Linked DNA regions of Mus musculus: region 2 is linked to region 1. The links are chromatin contacts, called in public HiChIP or PLAC-seq maps. All regions are on one chromosome and are shown on one strand. The core of a region is the stretch at or near the end of the contact, and the rest is flanking DNA. Distances in the headings are between cores, read along the strand shown. Region 1 overlaps Plcl1 (phospholipase C-like 1). Region 2 overlaps Plcl1 (phospholipase C-like 1).

The links. HiChIP or PLAC-seq counts read pairs in DNA pulled down with a chosen protein or histone mark.
Region 2: an H3K4me3 HiChIP or PLAC-seq map of bone marrow-derived macrophages shows a contact between it and region 1, with 2.8 times the contacts expected there. The contact joins two enhancer-like sites. A contact is called at or near these places in 7 of 484 Hi-C or Micro-C datasets (LSK cells, bone marrow-derived macrophages, macrophages and 3 more) and 3 of 115 datasets of contacts at active chromatin or transcription factors (bone marrow-derived macrophages, fibro-adipogenic progenitors and microglia).

What each region holds. Positions count from the first base shown.
Region 1 is chr1:55,417,837-55,420,779 of GRCm38.p6, forward strand. All of the region lies in intron 1 of Plcl1 (phospholipase C-like 1), which reads left to right. Among named protein-coding and RNA genes, the nearest start is that of Plcl1, 13 kb to the left of the region's middle. Within about 2 kb of position 1,320, at least 21 of the 459 cell types and tissues checked have an H3K27ac peak or open chromatin away from gene starts, as enhancers often do. A contact at or near this core is called in bone marrow-derived macrophages and microglia, where this site is marked.
Region 2 is chr1:55,505,322-55,508,590 of GRCm38.p6, forward strand. The region is part of intron 1 of Plcl1 (phospholipase C-like 1); the gene reads left to right. Gm39642 (a long non-coding RNA gene) reads right to left here. Exons shown (of 4, transcript XR_003947824.1): 1 at 560-3,269; 2 at 360-407. Among named protein-coding and RNA genes, the nearest start is that of Gm39642, 5.8 kb to the right of the region's middle. Within about 2 kb of position 1,915, at least 22 of the 459 cell types and tissues checked have an H3K27ac peak or open chromatin away from gene starts, as enhancers often do. A contact at or near this core is called in bone marrow-derived macrophages and microglia, where this site is marked.

The DNA of each region.
Region 1 (2,943 bases), core at 70-2,569:
TCCAGGACAGCCAGGGCTAAACAGGTGAACCGTGTCTCAAAACAAACAAAACCCACAATACAACAACAGCACAAAAACCCCAACGCATGATGGAATCTGTCTATAACCCCATTGCTGGGAACATGTGGTGGAGGCGAGTAGTGAGGCTCATTGTCCAGCCAACCTCAGCAAATTGATGAGACTCTGCATCAAAATATAAAGTGAAGAGTGATAAAGATACCTGAACTCAACCTCTAACGTCTACATTCATGTGCACACATGTGAGCATGCTTCACTCATGTGTACAATCAACAAAAATATGTAGATAAACCAACACGCATACATGTACAAACTTTTTTAGATCAAGCTTACTACGGAATAAAGCAACTTCAGCTTCCTGAGTGCTGGGATTGTAGCTTGATCTACAATGGTGGTTTTTGAGTGTAAGGTGTAAGTTGTGGACTTCCAATGGCCCACCTCTCCACCAAGTTCCCCTCTAAGCTGAGACTGATGTTCACCTCTTCTCTGAGTTGCTACTCCGAGTGACTGAATGACTGTCAGTCCTTGAAACTGGTCCAGATATCGGGAAAGGGGACAGTAGAATATATCCAGGCCTCTCATTGTCTCATCCGAGGTGCCTCCAGGCCACTGAAGCAAAGGAAGCCTTGTAAGAATAAGATGTGGTAGTTTGAATGAGATGTTCTCCATGGTCTCCAATGAATAGTTAGCCATCAGTGGAGCTATTTTGGGTAGATTTAGAAAGTGTGGCTTTGCTGGGAGGATTAGGTCACTGGGGTGGGCTTTTAGCTTTCGGAAGTCATGTGCCATTCCCAATGCATTCTCTGCTTCCTGTCTACTGTTTAAGATATGAGCTCCTCTCTTGCTGCTCCAGTTACCATGGCTGCCTCCTGTCATGTTGCCCTGCCATGATGATAATGGACTCTTAGGTCTCTGAAACTGTAAGCCCAAATAAACCCTTCTGTCTCTAAGTTGCCTTGGTCAAAGTGTTATATCACAACAACAGAACCCAAACTAGTTAGGACACACGGGCAGGGGTTAATGAGGAATGGTGGAAGAAAAGTAAGATCCACAGGGCATCTCTAACACTAGGATGGTTAATACACGGAGAAGAAGGCATTGGAGAACAGACAGCCCTACAGAGAACATTAGATGTCTGCCTTACAGAGGAAGCCCAACCACTTCTGGGTTAATGTGAGCAGCAGAGGAAAGCAGCCTAGTGGGTCCTGAAATGTTCCTATGCGTTCCATCCTCTGAGATGACCTGAGCTTTTCCTATCTCGCCCCTTCAGCACAATCCTAAAAGGGAAGTGCAGGAGGAAGAGAAAAAGGAGAAGTGGGTAGAGCAGGCTTGTTCTCTGCACCAGTCACTATAACCAACCTCCACAAGAGGACCTTGAGCTAAGCATCAAGCTGGAGCTTTAAAATGAACTGGACTGAGTCTTAAGGACCTGAAAGAGCCCTCTAATACACATACATAATATGTGACAGACATATATATGTGATATAATGGGTGGACGGTAGAGGTTTCTTCCAAGCATTTCATATTATAGAAGAATAATGGGCACTAACATTGTCAAGCTCTGGTGTCACCTCAGTTCTCACAGGGGTCTGGCAAGATGGAACTGTCATTAAGAAAATCTTAAGAAAATCTATCTTGCAATACTTTTGGCTCTGAAATCCTAAAAATCAAAAACAAACAAACAGCACACCCACAAAATTAAAGATTTCTTTAATATGGCTGGTTCAGCTTCACTGTTTTTACAGTAGCAGCTATCCTCAGTTAGCCCAGGATCTATGTGTTACTTAAGCTGGAATTCACAGGGATATAGAAGTCACCAGAGGGACTGAGGACTTGTTTCATCACACACAGATGAGGATTAGGGGAAACTCCAGCGTTAGAAATGCAAAGTTGTTTTCATATTGCAGCTGTAACAGAATACTGCAACCTTGGCGACTTACAACTAAGTACATTCATTTTCTCGCATTTCTATAGTCATTGAATGCCAATCCACTGAGTATATTGGTAATATAATGGGTTTCCAGTCTATATGGCAATTCAAGATAGTGAAACAAAAAGAAAGCCGGGTCCCCTCAGTGCTACTGCTGTAACAGCAGGATCTGCACGTGAGCTTACATCACTGAGAGTTAAGTTTTCACTCCTGTGAAGACTGTTAGGTGCTCAAAGACAAAAGCACTTTTCTCCACTGACATTTTTTTTGTATGTTTTGTTTTGTTTGTGTGTTGAGGGTTAAGTGGCAATAACTAAGATAAAAAGTTGGAACATAATTTAAAAATCTAGATATTATATATTTATTTATATAAAAATGAAGACTTTGCACTGGATTTTTTTTTCTTCTGCTCTGAACTTTGGAAAGTATCTGGAGAAAGCCAGATGGATTTAGGTTCTCTGTTGTCAATGGATAATAATGTGGCTTATATGCTACTAAGTCTTATTTCAAAGTTATGTCATATAGATTGGTGAGTTAAATAGATACCCCCAGATGACAACAAATAGGGATGTCTTGAACAGCTACAGTGTGTGCCAAGCACTGAGTGAAAGAAACCAGACCTGACTCTCTTAGCCATTGGAGGTCGTTTTGCAGTTCACTACATTGAGGCAGAGAGTTCTGTAGATGCTCCAGGAATCCCTGCAGTTGCATGAGATTGACCTCTCTGCACCAGGCGCTCCCTCTCCTCGTGAGTAAGCTAACCTTCTCCATGCTTCTTTTGTGGCCTGGAAATTTTCTTATGTTGAGCCCAAATATGGCACTTTTCCTAGACAGTCTTTATTGCCACCTTTAGGAAAGATAAAGGGTAAGTTTCAATTTCATGTTACGTCTCTTGACATATTGAAGGGAATTATGTGGGTGTCTTCTCTTACCCTCAGACCACAGTGATGACTTTTGACACTCCTGCTTGCCATGTTCTAGTCATCATTTGAGCA
Region 2 (3,269 bases), core at 665-3,164, 88 kb after region 1:
AGGGCCTTCCTGATCAATACATTCTAGAGAGGTCTTTCACATCTGACACTGGGACCTTTGTTTAGTAACCCATGGCTTCTAGGAGAAACATTCTCTCTCTGTATACAATACCTCTGTTCAAACCCATCTAAAAATGATATTTGTGAGTAGTCTTATAAAATAGATTTCCATGCGGCTTTAAAAAAACAATGTTAGTGTTGGGGGTCCCTCCCCATCTGCTGACCACCCTCGTATCATCTTCTCCACTTAAACGTTCCCTGCCCCATTATTCTTTTCCCACTGTCATGTCATCCACATTCTGTTATTCTCCCTCCCTCAATGGCTTTTCAACCACCCCTACCCCACAGTCCCTTTCCTACCTTTCTGGTCTCTAGGAGCACTCCAACTTGAACACACGACTCTAGGATCTACACATGAGAGAGAAGATACAGCAGTTTTCATTCTGTGCCTGGGCTACCTTACTTAGTATAACATTTTTCTAGTTCTGTCCTGTCTTAAGATTTTACAATTTACTTCACTTTTATTTATAGTTGAATAAAATTCCATTGTGTATACATACCACATTTTCATTACCCATCCATAGGGTGATAGACATCTAGGCTGGTTTCTTTCTGTGGTTATTGTGACTAGTGTCACAATGAGTGTGGACTTTGGATGTGGACTTTTGTCTGTGTAGTACGATGCACAGTCTTTTGGTTGAGTGCCCAGGAATGGGACGGTTGGTTCCTATGGCAGTTCTATTTTTAGGTTTTTGAGAAGCAACCATATTGATTCCACACTGAGTCTCACTAGCCAATTTAGCATCCCACCAGCAGTGAATGAAATCTCCCCGTTGCCCATATTCTTGCTAGTATTTACAAACAATTTCCTACATCCCTACATCGTGGTAGTCAAATAGTGAGGGAGAAACAGCTATTCTTACTGTCAGTGTTTATATTAACAGAGATTGAGTGCTGCCAGACTATTTTGTTTATTGTTGGGAAACTGAGGTTAGTTTTTTTCTTTTCAATTGTGTGGTTCTTTTCCCTTTTTAATTTTGAAGTATTGGAAGGTAGACTTTTTCTGTCATATGTGTTCAACAACCACAGAAGTAGTTTAGCATATCTGTGATCAGCCATTGTCATTGAATGAGGTAAACTTGTGTTTGGTGTAAATGTTAAGTGTTTGTAAGCTTGGATTGTCATGGGGAGAGCAAAGGGTTCAGAGGACGAGAGCAGGAGGTCAGTTGTGGGTCTGGTGATTTCTAGCTTCCCATTTGAAACTGAGGGAATTTTAGCTTCCTCAGCTGTCGAGTGGGAATAATTATAATACTTCCTCATAGAGTTGTGAGAAATTAGTGACATCATGAATATACTACCACACCCGATACTAAATGGAATGTTAGTTTTTATTTCTGATTTGGTAATAGCCAGCTGGCACACTGGTATATAGTATTTTAAGAAATTGGAATGTCTACTTTCAATTATATTTTTGGAAGACAAAGTTAATTATCATTATCTACTAGATGTTTTCTGCCTTTAGCATATTTCATTATTCTTACCAGTTTTGTACTTAGGACAGCCAAGTATCTGGGGAGATTCATGAGACAGTGAAAGGAGGTGGCTTTGTAATGTTGATGAGCAAGAAGGGACAGTCCTGATGCTGAAAGTAAAATTTCACGTGAAAATGACCTTAATATCTTCTTCCCTTGTTCAAAATTTCAGAGAAAATTTTGTTAAAATGCAGTTTTAAAAAAATTTGCATTTTCATTGGATTACAAAAATATGATCTTTCCAGATTTGTAGTTGTGTGTATGGGGAATGAACGTAAAGACTGGAGCTTTAAGAAGTTTTGTTCTGGGAAGAACCTAGACACCCTCTAGATCTGTGTCTGTTTCGTAGATGAGGAAGTAGGGAGCTCTCAGAAGCTCGGTGAGTCATTCGGGTCATGTAGCTACAGCAAGACAAAAGGCAAGAATGGCCCTTCCCCTTCTAGGGTGGGCATGTAGACTCCATTTCTGTGTGTAGGTCTTATGACATGAACAATACTCCAAATAACCGTGCCAAATGAGCTCCACATTCTTAAGCCTAGGGCTCAAGAAGGCGCATGTGCATTTTGTTACCTTAGAGAGATGACTGTGAGTTAGACTAAAGGAAAACACACACACACACACACACACACACACACACACACACACACACACAGCAGACCCTGTGCTTTAAGAACTCTTAAGCTTTAGTTTACACTGTGTTAATATTCTACAATGTCTTTTAAGTCTCCCATCCCATATTTACTTCGTTTTCCTGTAGATTAGAATTTGAGAACCCACATTGAAAATATGTTAAAGTTATTAAGCTGTGACAAAACATATTTTTCCTGTTGGTATTATCCAAGCATAGGATATACTAAAACATTAAAACTAGAGCCAAACTATCATAAAATTTTAGTAGAGCCTTAAAACTGTTTCTACTTTTCCTTTACAAATCTTAATTTTTAGTTGAATGTCAACATCAATCAAATGTCAGATTAATTGACATTTCCTTCCTATTGTCGAGGCATGAATTAAATGTTAATTTATTTATCTTTCTTTAGAATGGTTTATGTAAAATGTTAATTAAAACAAAATGTGTTGTAAGTTTTCCTTGTCCTAGAAGAAAATTGGGTGAGAAGCCTCCACCACCCCGAGCCCTCATAGCAATAAAGACGCTCTACTTTGGTGAGAGTAACTGGGAGTCACTGACATCACCTCACACATCCAATTTTTCAGTCATGTGGAATAGAGTAAAGCACAGTATTTAACAGATTAATCTTGGCCAGTGGATGTTATGGAAAGTGACATTCGGGGAGAAGTGACATAGGTTGGAGGCTGAACTTGACAACTGAAAACATGGGCTGCAGGTAGCTTCTTGTCATTTGTCCTGTGCTGTTTCTACTGAGAGCCACAGATTTTATTAGAAAAGTGTCATAAGATATCAAAGAATGGTTAATTACTTTTCAGAATCCCAGACAGTTGAAGGAACAGAGTTGGTTGCTAAGACTACTCCATTTCCTACTTTCTCCTTCTGCCTCTTAGCAACATATTCAGCCTTCCCAACCTACAGTAAATGAAAGTTGTCATGTACAATGAAATGTTGCTTCTATAAACATTTAATGTGGAAAAGTTTAAAATGTACAAACGTTAGAGACACTTGTTCTGAAAGAGCCAGCTTATAAATATACAGAAGAGAATAAATGCTATTCATAATCTTACTGATCTGAAGTCCCCATGTTCATGTTTGGGTGTGTATTTG